2 separate regions of the Danio rerio genome follow, and region 2 is linked to region 1. The links are chromatin contacts, called in public Hi-C maps. All regions are on one chromosome and are shown on one strand. Each heading gives the region's core, a stretch centred on a gene start, on an enhancer-like site or on the middle of the called end of the contact. The rest is flanking DNA. Distances are from core to core; before and after follow the strand shown.

Region 1 (5,557 bases), core at 393-2,892:
TTTCAAATCTTCCCCGACCACAAATAAATGCCTGAAATCACTGCTATCCACTCAAACAGCTCTCAGTCAGCGGGAAGCTTCTGGTTTCCTTGACAGCGGAGTCAGAGGTCAAAGGTTGCTCAAGGGCTCCAGACACCACTTTCTACACTTTCCTCCACTTCTCAGACATCTGCTCCAATGGGGAAAAACTATAACCAGGCAAAGGCGCGCGCAATTTGCACGTGCAATGAACCCTATTGTGAACGAGGTTAACTGAGGATGATCTACTGGCAGGTGCCACTGAAGGTTCGTTTCTATGAATTAAGCCTTTTTTATGAACACTTAAGGCTCGCTGATCATAACTTCTGAATGAATGAACACCGTAACACTTTCCAAGCCGCATTACGTTTAGCAATAACAAACAAACAAAGCGTTACGCGCATGTCATGCATCAAAATACTGCGTTTTCCCTTTCTAGTTCGAACAAATGTACTCAAAGAATACACAAACATCTAGATTACAGAGCATTTATAGCACATTTGAAGTCTAAATGCAGAATAAAGTATGAAGAACTTACCTTAGCGAGCTAGAACGGCGTTCACATAATTTGCGGTCAAAATCCTCCCAGCATGGTCGCTCGGATATTTATCTTGAAATTGCTGATGTACCCAAAAAAAGCAAGAGGGAAAAAGGCGTCACGTTTCTCGTAAGAACATTCCAACCAATGTATGACATAACAAAACATTAGCCTAACGTTAGTCTGTTGATCCAGTCACCCCGCAAGTAACGATATTTATCTACGTGAGGCGCACTGGTCACGGTTTATGATCCTAATATAACGTTAGCTAGCATAGCTCGTTAGCGAAGAGCATATATATTGAGCTCAACCTCAGGACACTACTAAATATGTCCAAACCCAGTCTGTGTGAAACAATAATAGCAAGTGAAAGGGTTACTACAGCGGGACGTCAAAATACCTTGCTGCCATTGCAATTTTGAAAGACACATGTCTGGAGCAAGGTAAGTTGGTTTTGCTCAACATCGAGGCTGTAACCACACGTACACAACGTCAACGGCCATCCAATTCACGTCTATGTGTTGTTTACAACCCTCTATACGAGTGAATTCACACCCGCTAATCACTACTATCAACCCCACACTCTTAACGAAACGACTGAGCTGTCCTGTCAAGACACATTTGCTGGCATTGCTAGCAAAACCCCCGCGATTTGTCCATACGAGTAATGTAACGAAGCAACCGCTGCTGGTGCGAAGGGAATGAGTAAACCGTCCCCTTCTCCATCAGGCCTTCAGTAAAAAATAACAAAAAATGAGCATAAATATCCTCGGAAGGACCAAAAGAAGCGGAATGCAAAAATCTAACGCTCTCCGGGATGAGCCCTGCACGGGTTATTAAAAACACGAACTGTCAACAAAATGGCGGCTGCTGCGTTGAATCAACAGAGGGACCCGAAATGGATCTCTCCCTCAAATTCTTCCACCTCTCCCCTGTCTCGTGTGCGTCGCTCGTTACCCGTGATAATCCGATATGTCGCCCGAAATTCTCTCCGGGTCCGAGTTAGTGAAGCTCTGGCTCGTCGGAACGGGCCTCTCTCGTCAATCGGGCCTCCATGTCTGCTTAGCCCGTATCGTTTCTGTCAGTACAGCACGGGCATTCTCACAGGCGGAGCGGGAGGAGGAGGAGGAGTGGACGGCCAGGAGGGAGGGAGGAGAGGGCAGTTGTCGACTCGACGGCTGTTAGGCACTTTCTCCTAGAAATTCACTTACACACTTTTGACTAAATCTAGGGAGTAATGTTTTTTATTATGGTCCATGATATAAATATACAACGAACGAGCACACACTCTGTAACGTTACCTAATTCTGAAAAATGTTGGTTCGTTAAAAGAAAATGTAGGCTATGACTCCTCAAAAGGGGGCTCGTGTTGTCGCACGCTCGTGGCAGTGTTTACCCACAGTGAAATATCGAGACTCCCGTGGGAATCGTAGCCGTGAGGCGGGTTGTGTAACCGTGTGAGTGAGCAGAATCATTAGGAGAGGAGCTGAATATGTTTTAAATTAATGATTCACTTTAAAGCCCCCTGAAATCATTTTAAGTTTTTGTTTCAGATTATCTGTAAGATTGTGAGCTCCAAAAAGGAGTCAAAAATCACATTTGGAAGATAGAAAAGTCAGATTTTAAAATTGCAGTTTATCACTTTCACTTTTTTATGACATCACGATGCACTTCATCTTCTCATCAGATTATCTGACCATCAAATGCCCTTCAGTGAAGCATTCCCACTCCCCGAAACAATTGGTCATTTATTCGCATGTAATTAAGCATTTATACCAAGGTTTGCTATAACAATTATACCAAGGTTTGTCTAAACACTTGGATTTATGAAGAATTTTCATGGAAAGTTGATCTAAACTCCTTAACGTTTAATATCTAATTAGCAGTGCTTCTCAAATGTGTGTTTTAAGTTAATCATTTACTTTAAATCCCCCTAAAAAAAATTTAATTGTTTATTTTCGGTAATCTATAAGATTGTGAGCTCCAAAAGGAAGTCAAACTTTACATTTGGAAGATGTGAGCATTTCACTGTTTTTTTGACATCACCACACACACATCTTCTCATCATCTCAAATGCTCCTCAGGATACGAAGCATCCCGCCCCCCACTAGACACAGCTGGAATTGGTCATCTATTCACATGGAATTAAGCATTCATACCAAGGGTTTGACTGAACACTTGCATATATGAGAAAATGTAATGGAGTGTTGATCTGAACTGCCCACTGTTTATCATCAAATTAACTATGTGTTGTTTTTGTTTTTTGTTTTTTTATCGAATCTGTGTTTTGGATTAATCTTTCAGTTTAAAGTTCCCCTGAAATCATTTTGAAGGGGTTTGTATCTTAAGGTTATCTATAAGAGTGTGACCTCCAAAACGACATTTCGAAGATACAAGTAAGCATTCACAAAATCAGTTTATCCCTTTCACTTTATTATGACTCAATCTTCTCATCAGATTTTCTGACCATCAAATGCTCTTCAGTGGAGCAATCCCACTCCCCATAACAATTGGTCATTTATTCACATGTAAATAAGCATTTATACCAAGGTTTGCTTTACTAATTATTCCAAGCTTTGCCTAAACACTTGGATATATGAGGAAATGTAATGGAAAGTTGATCTAAACTCCACTTTTATTATTTAAATAATCGTGTTTCTCAAGTCTGTGTTCTAAGTTAATAATTCACTTTAAATCCCCCTGAAATTTTTTATTTATTTTATATTTTAGGTCATCTATAAGATTGTGAGCTCCAAGTCAAAATTAACATTTGGAAGATGTGAGCATTAAAAAATACAGTGTGTCACTCTCAGTTTTTTATGACATCACACACACATCTTCTCATCAGGTTTTCTGACCAATCCAATGCTTTTCAGGATGCGAATCATCCCGTCCTCCACAAGACACAGCTGCAATTGGTCATTTATTCACATGGAATTAAGCATTTATACCATGGGTTTGCCTGAACACCTGCATACATGAGAAAATGTAATGGAGTGCTGCAGTAACAGTGCAGGGAGCAAACCCAAAAAGCCAGGATGTTGAAACGTTCTGTGTGCATATTCAATAACTTTTCTATGCCCCAAGGTAGAAAATGTCTTTTACACACGCCTACACAGTCAGCATACAGGTAAGTAGGATTTCAACTCCGGAATGGTGCATAGTGGGCTATACAGCCTAGAGGGATGAACAACTCAGTGTAAATATGGTCTGGATTCACATTAATGTCACAGAAACTGCTACAATACACGTATGATCTACTCTAGTCCACACAAATTACAATTATATACAAACGTCAGCACAGACCTCAAAGCTTATTTGAACCTATTTGGAGTTCTGAATGCTTTATTTTAAGGTGGAGACACAGATACAGAAGTATTACTGTAGACTGTTGCTGCCAAGATGCACTTTTGCTGGCAAACCCTGTGATATAAACAAAACACTATTGGCTATTTTTTTAAAGGGGAGGGGCTACTCAAAATATCCCTCATGTCTCTGGTAAAATAAAAAAGCATACCATGCTGGCAATATATCAATCTGTAATAGAACTAAAGAACAACAGTTCAAACTTTTACATCGTCTCCAAATTACCCCATCACTAGACATAAGTTAAATCCAAATTATTCTCCATTCTCTTTAAAATGCAAAGTTGAAGAAGGTAATTTTATACATTGTATTTGGACACATATTAAAGGCTATTGGGCACAGATTTGTTGGAGATTAAGTCTTATATTTAATACAAGATGAGACTTTGATTTTCTTAATTTTTTGTTAGGTCTAACTGATAATAATTTAAAGAGTGCAAGTAACAAGAAGTTGTTTAACTTTCTTACCTATGCTGCACGTAAATGTATTTTTCTCAAATGGATATCTAATAAAGCACCAACAGTATCAGAATGGCATATTTGATCTTATGTCATTGGAATACTTTACTCACTGGTCAAGGGGAAAAGGGGACACTTTTTATCAGATCTGGACTCCGTTCCTTGAATATATAGGTCCTAGGATTTAAGGTATATTTTTGCAAAACCTTAGATCACCATAAACCTTGGTTAATTTATGCACTTTTCTATTTTTATTATTACTCTGTATTTTTATGTCTTCTTTTTGATTTTGATTTTCATTATGTGCTGTGATGTTGAGAAATTTGTAAGTTGTAAGCTGTGGTCATTGTTCTGTTCTATTTTGTTTTGTTAAAATAAAGGCAAAAAAAAGCATACCATACATACCATATGTACAGTAAAATCAAATTATTTGAGATTTTCCACATAATGAATAAAAGGTTGCCACACCTTAAAATATATCCCCTCCTCCCCTCTTAATGAAAACCTAAATTTTTCCAAATAAAGACAAAACATAGTTTCTCTAATCCACTGAGCATGAGTGGGAGGACGAGAATCCTTCCATTGCACATTTTTATTCTTTAGGTGAACAGTCCGTGCAGCTTAATTCACTGAAATTATTATTATTTTTTTTACATTTCTTCAATCAATGTCTGACCAATTGCTTACAATGCCCCTCTTTTAAGATCTCAAAACTCAGGGCTTCTGGTAGTACACAGAATAGCAAAGTCCACTAAAAGAGGTCGAGCCTTCTCACATATGGCTTATAAACTCTGGAATAGCCTTGGTGATGATATCCGAGCCTCAGACACACTCTCGCAGTTCAAAACTAGATTAAAGACTGATAAAGCAAATGCATCACATAACTGTAGGATGCGTGAATGTGCTCCCGTAGGTGAGTGGGCTTGACAATCCACCTGAAGGACATACACCAATCCTCTCTATATACACCAGGCACTTTGTTCAAAATACTTCTATGTTTTATATGTTTGTTTATTTAGCACCTATTTTAATTTATACCACTTAATTTTCACATTGACATTAATATATCTTGTTCAAACACATTATCAACAGCAGCAGCTACGCTAATTATTTTCTTTGCTGTCTTTTTCCACCTGGAATGCCCATCCTGAGGCCTCTAAAGATTGTGCTGCTTCAC
Region 2 (5,711 bases), core at 101-2,600, 200 kb before region 1:
TAAATGCCGCCTGGAGAGCCCCTAAAGCCCGGAAAATGATCAACAGATGACGGCGACACTTTAAGATCGAGGTAAACATATTCTTGCATGCGTTCACAATTGAACAGTGGCAAGTTGACACGTTACTTTGAATATTGGGTCTGAAACCGCATACAAGCACTCCAAAACAACATTAGCACTATTTAATAGACTGTAAACAATGTTGTAAGTTACGTTAATAATCATGGGCTGCTAATGCGATTTTCCCATTCATAATTTGCACATCATACTTCTCTGAAATTATATTATGAAGGAGAAAGTCCAATTATGAAACCAACTTTACCTCAGTCTCTTTATTGAGGTAAAGTTGTTTATATATTCTCACATCCGTTCACTTCGGAACAGTGATATCTTGTGACACGCTACTTTGTGTATTGGATCTGAAACCGCATGTTAGCACTTCAAAACAACATTAGCACTATTTAATTAACTGTGAACAATGTTGCATTTTGAGTCATTGGCTTCTAATATGATTTCTTTATTTAAAATAAGCAAATACTTTTCGGAAATTATATTAAGGAGAAGTCCGTATATAAAACCATTTTTACCTCAGTCTCTTTATTGAGGTAAAGTTGTTTATATATTCTCACATCCGTTCCCATTAAACGGTGATATCTTGTGACAAGTTACTTTGAACATCGAGTCTGAAATCGCATGTTAGCACTTCAAAACAACATTAGCACTATTTAATAGACTGTGAACACTGTTGCGCTTTGATTCTAATATGCTAATATGATTCCAATATTTAAAATGTGCAAAGAATACTTTTCTGAAATTACATTATTGAGGAGAAAGTCGGAATACAAAACCAACTTTATCTCAGTCTCTCCAAACACTTTTCAGAGGCACCATCATCTCTGTAATCTGTAAAGCTCGCGGCCGTGCGATCAGGTGGCTGCATCTCTGCAGGAACCGACACCAGCAACTCGGCGACATGCTAAAAGCTGCACTTTAAATGCCCATTAGTGGTGTATTTTAGGAAGTTGAGCGCTCACCTCCTCATCGCTGGTGCAGAATCCCGCCTCGCGCTGCCGCCTGTGTTTCTCCGCGAGCCCTAACAGCCGCGACAGACACGGATCTTCTCTCAGCGTTGCTCCAACGTCGACGGGCCGCGGCCCTTTTCTGTCTTCAGCCCTCACCCGACCTACATGAGAGCGTTTCTCCGTCCTCTGCAGGCTCCGGGCCGTCCATGGCCGACCTGGGAAACGGCAGCGAACGGTGGCGGTGGTATTCACGGTCGCTACAACAGCCGAGGCTGCTAATCCGCCTCCTGCTGCCGCCATTATTACATACCACAACAACAACTACGGCGCTGAGCTCTCGAGAGGAACAAGATGGAAAGGCGCGAGATAGCGGAGGAAACGAACGGCATTATGGGAGATGGAGTTTTATTTTCTTTTTCAAGCGTCATTCTGTAAATATTTCTCAAGGGAAGACACTAATAGTTATCACCATACATCCCAAATTGATTGAGTACATTAATACTTGTAAAGATTTGCAGTAGTTTAAATTAATTTAAATTATTGTATGCTTATGCAAATGAACGCTCTAGTGATTTGCATATTTCTAACACGAAATAAAATGTGTGAACTTAGAGGAAGGCAGTTTCAAAATGTTGGTTTCTTTTTTTAAGAGTTTCTTATTTTTATCTCCATTATTCAGAAAATACACTGAAAAAGTAGAATAATCACAATTTTTGGATATACAATCTGATTTAAAAACGTATGCATATAGATATGAATAAAACTACGAATGTAAGTGCTGCTGAAGTGGAAATCTATGCAAGAGAAATGTTGTTTTTTTGTGAATATGGCTCTTATAAATAATTTTTGTTAAACCTGTTAATCTCAAAGTTGACAGGTGTGTGTAATTTCGTTTTTGTTTGCTTTTTGCCTTTAAACATAATGTAAATTTGAGTGGAGTATTAGGACTAAGAAGTGTATTTAAACTGTGTGCTAGCCTATACTCATCAGACACTGTAATGACCTGTCTCTATTGTTACCGATGCTGTAACAATAAACTGCTTTGCCTAAAGACTTCAGAGATCTCAGACTTTGTCATTTTTTTAAAAGTTTGACTTAGAGACTTAGAATATTTTGCAGACGAGAATCTTTTTACCACAACAGGGCTAATAATTCTGACTTCAACTATATATATATATATATATATATATATATATATATATATATATATATATATATATATATATATATATATATATATATATATATTGTCAGTGAGGGGTGGGTTTATTAATCTATTTATCTTATATATATATAAAGATAAATAGATTAATAAAGGAAGACCTACCCCTCACTGACAAAGATCCAGAATTTTTCCCATATTACTTGAGCTCATTTGTTCTATCTTGATTGCTGAAAATAGTGAAAATAAAAATAATCCATTAAAAAAGGCTTTACGACCGAATCTTCTGTTGGCTGTTGTGACTTCAGCTAATTAGTTTTGTTAAGTGCAAACAAGTATTTTTCAAACATCCAGCTGAGCAAGAAAAAATACAATCTGACGTAAGTGCTCATCTTTTGCTACTTTATTGTTGTTAAATAGAGAAAACATTTTACTAAACTTTTATTCTAAATCTTGAACCTTATTCTCAAAAAAAAAAAAAATCACCAATAAAAGATGTAAAGCCAGAACAATCGTGAAGCGCTACATATTATTATTATGATTATGTTAGAATTTTTATGGCATTCAAATTGCCAGATTCTGAGAAAAGGCCAGTTTGTTATTTGCATAATAAATGACAATATATGCCACAAATTGTCTGTTTTAATAATGATGTTAATTTGTTAATAATGTTATCTGGTACATCAAAAAGTGTGGTTATGATGACCATTCAACAAGTTAATTCAGCTTAAAATATCATTAAAATGCAGTATTTAAATCTTATAATTAAATAGAAAATTAGGCGTATAACTGTAAAAAGGTCTTCTTTTAAGAAAAGAGAACCACCCCTTTCATCAGGCAATTTCTTTATTTGCGAATTTATTTATTCATTGTTTTATTAATGCAGCAAAATACAGATTTATTTAATCAATATTCATTTATTTGCATATTAATTTATTGCTTTTGCAGGTTTTGTCCGACATTAAGTGGGGATTTTTGTAACAATTCAAATCTGCAGACTATAAATGGATCGATGAGTAAATAAATGGAAATTAAATGTTGCATTTTTTTTTCATTTTCTTACTAGTTGACTGAAAAAAACATTTTATGAAAAAATCTCGCTTGCAGTATCAAAATCTCCCGTTAGAAGTCGCAACAGTCTTATTTTTCGCTTAGAGGACGTTTCTGGCATTTTCCTTTACAGTCTATGCTGGCAACCGATTCATTAAATGCAAATAGTATCTTAAATAAAATAAAAATACATTTTAAGTCAAAGTATTTAAGGTATGTATAAATAAATAAATACATATTGTGTCTGTTTGGGTTTATATTTCAGTTACCCGTAACCTTCGCGTCATTACTACAACCGCCTCGTTAGCGCAGTAGGTAGCGCGTCAGTCTCATAATCTGAAGGTCGTGAGTTCGATCCTCACACGGGGCAGGATAAGGTTTTAACTCTGAGTTTCACAGATTATTGTTGCAAATAAAAGTAATTGCAGGTGAGGTTTATGGATTTATCGATCTAATTGCTACATAATGTCTATGTGCACAGCTATTTGTCGGACTTACCAGAACTATCATAATATAGGTGTAGCATCCTATTTATACATAGAATAGTACATATGATTTATAACCATCAAAGGAACCTAAATGAACACAGCCAAGATCAGCGATTTGAGCATGCACATATTTGTCATTCCAGTGGTTTTCAAAAATAGTTATTAGGTTTAAATTAATGGAATTGTCTGTGAAGTTTTCTAAATATATATATATATATATATATATATATATATATATATATATATATATATATATATATATATATTAATTCCAACTTCTTTACCTTTTGAGTTCTAGAAGAGTGTAATCAAATATTTATATGCAAATATAATTGTGTTCTAACTATTGAGGACTGCATTAAACGTTAAGGCAACTTGCATGAATAATTAAAAAAAAAAAAGCTTAAAGATCTCACAATTTAATTTTTATTGTACTTTGCTGCTTTTATTTAAACACACTGCCAAAGTGCTTTTCTTAAGAGTTTTTGTCTTGTTTCTATTCCAAATTATTTAATACTTTTTAAATCTAGAAGCATTTAATAGGTAAAAAAAATATTGTCTTGTTTTCATAAATACACTACCTGACAAAAGTTTTTTTCTCAAAGTTTCTCTCAAAGTTCTCAAAGTTTTAGGAACAAAAAGTAATAACTTGACTTCTAGTTGATCATTTGGTATCAAAAGTGGCTTAAATAAAAGGCAATGGCATCTAGATTACGCTTATTTTACCAAAAGAAAATATGATCATGCCTTGATATTTATTTAAGACAGTAAGCTCTGACTTTGCTTAGACAAAAGTCATGTCACTTAACAGAAATATTGTCCAGTATAGAATATAAAGTCATGGTGCAGTGGAGAAAGAATGAATATTGTGTATGACTCCCATGAGCTTAGAGGTCTGCATTTATACATCTCAGCAATCACTCAAATAACTTATTAATAAACTCATCTGGAATGGCAAAGAAAGCGTTCTTGCAGGACTCCTAGAGTTCATGAAGGTTTTTTGAATTCATCTTCAATGCCTCCTTCATTTTACCCCAGATATGCTAAAGACTGTTCAGATCGGGTGACTGGGCTGGCCAATTCTGGAACAGCTTGAGCTTCTTTGCTTTCAGGATCTTTGATATGGAGGCTGAAGTATGTGAAGGAGCGCTATCCGGATGAAGAATTTGCCCTCTTCAATGGTTTTTAATGTAATGGGCTGCACAAATGTCTTGATACCTCAGGCTTTTGATGTTGTCATCCACTCAGCAGATCTCTGGCACGCCCCCATACTGAATGTAACCCCAAACCATGATTTTTTTCTTCACCAAACTTGACTGATTTCTCTAAGAATCTTGGGTCCATGCAGGTTTCAAAAGGTCTTCTGCAGTATTTGTGATGATTGGGATGCAGGAAAAAAATCGACCTTCGGACACTTTTCCAAATGATCAGTTAGAAGTCAGGTTACTATTTGTTGGTCTTACAAAAAGAATCAGCAACAAGACTTTTGTCAGGTCGTGTGATGTGTCCAAATGAGGTGAGGTTTTTTTACTTAAAACGATCAAAATAATCTGCCGGCTTGGTAACTTCATATCAAAAACAAGATTATTTTGCTTGTTTTAAGAAACAACCCACTTAATATTGACACATCACTTCTGAAAACAAGACTTTATTTTTGACTTATCCAGAAAATTCTTCTTGGTTTAAGAATTATTAAACATTTTGACTAAAAACAAGACAAAAACTAAAAAAGAAACATTTTTTGCAGTGTATACCAACTCACCTTCATCCAACTATTAGATCTGCAATTTAATGTTCAACACCAACCCAAAATACCACACATGTCCCCCCCAAACCCCCAATTAATGAACATTATTTTTAAACGTCAAGCTCTTTATTTCCACAAATAAGTGTTTATACAGCGTACGATTCTCTAACCAAGAAAAACAGCGTCAACATCAGTATGGGATTTAGCATAATTACATTAACCATAACCATTTACTCGCTGTT

The links. Hi-C and Micro-C count contacts between places; a contact is called where the count stands out from the background.
Region 2: a Hi-C map of an unstated tissue shows a contact between it and region 1, with 3 times the contacts expected there. The contact joins the promoter of kmt2ba here to the promoter of ash1l in region 1. A contact is called at or near these places in 1 of 18 Hi-C or Micro-C datasets (an unstated tissue) and 1 of 4 datasets of contacts at active chromatin or transcription factors (embryo).

Annotation. Positions count from the first base shown.
Region 1 is chr19:10,089,294-10,094,850 of GRCz12tu, reverse strand. ash1l (ash1 (absent, small, or homeotic)-like (Drosophila)) reads right to left here and starts at 1,642. Exons shown (of 27, transcript NM_001346407.1): 1 at 1,514-1,642; 2 at 557-638. LOC141379011 (a long non-coding RNA gene) reads left to right here and starts at 1,408. Exons shown (of 3, transcript XR_012394904.1): 1 at 1,408-2,952; 2 at 3,287-3,335; 3 at 3,433-4,858.
Region 2 is chr19:10,289,328-10,295,038 of GRCz12tu, reverse strand. kmt2ba (lysine (K)-specific methyltransferase 2Ba) reads right to left here and starts at 1,350. Exons shown (of 37, transcript XM_684255.10): 1 at 1,035-1,350. The coding sequence starts at 1,322. ndufv1 (NADH:ubiquinone oxidoreductase core subunit V1) reads right to left here. Exons shown (of 11, transcript NM_001003747.1): 11 at 5,574-5,711. It overlaps trnam-cau (transfer RNA methionine (anticodon CAU)), which reads left to right and starts at 3,532; the gene lies at 3,532-3,604.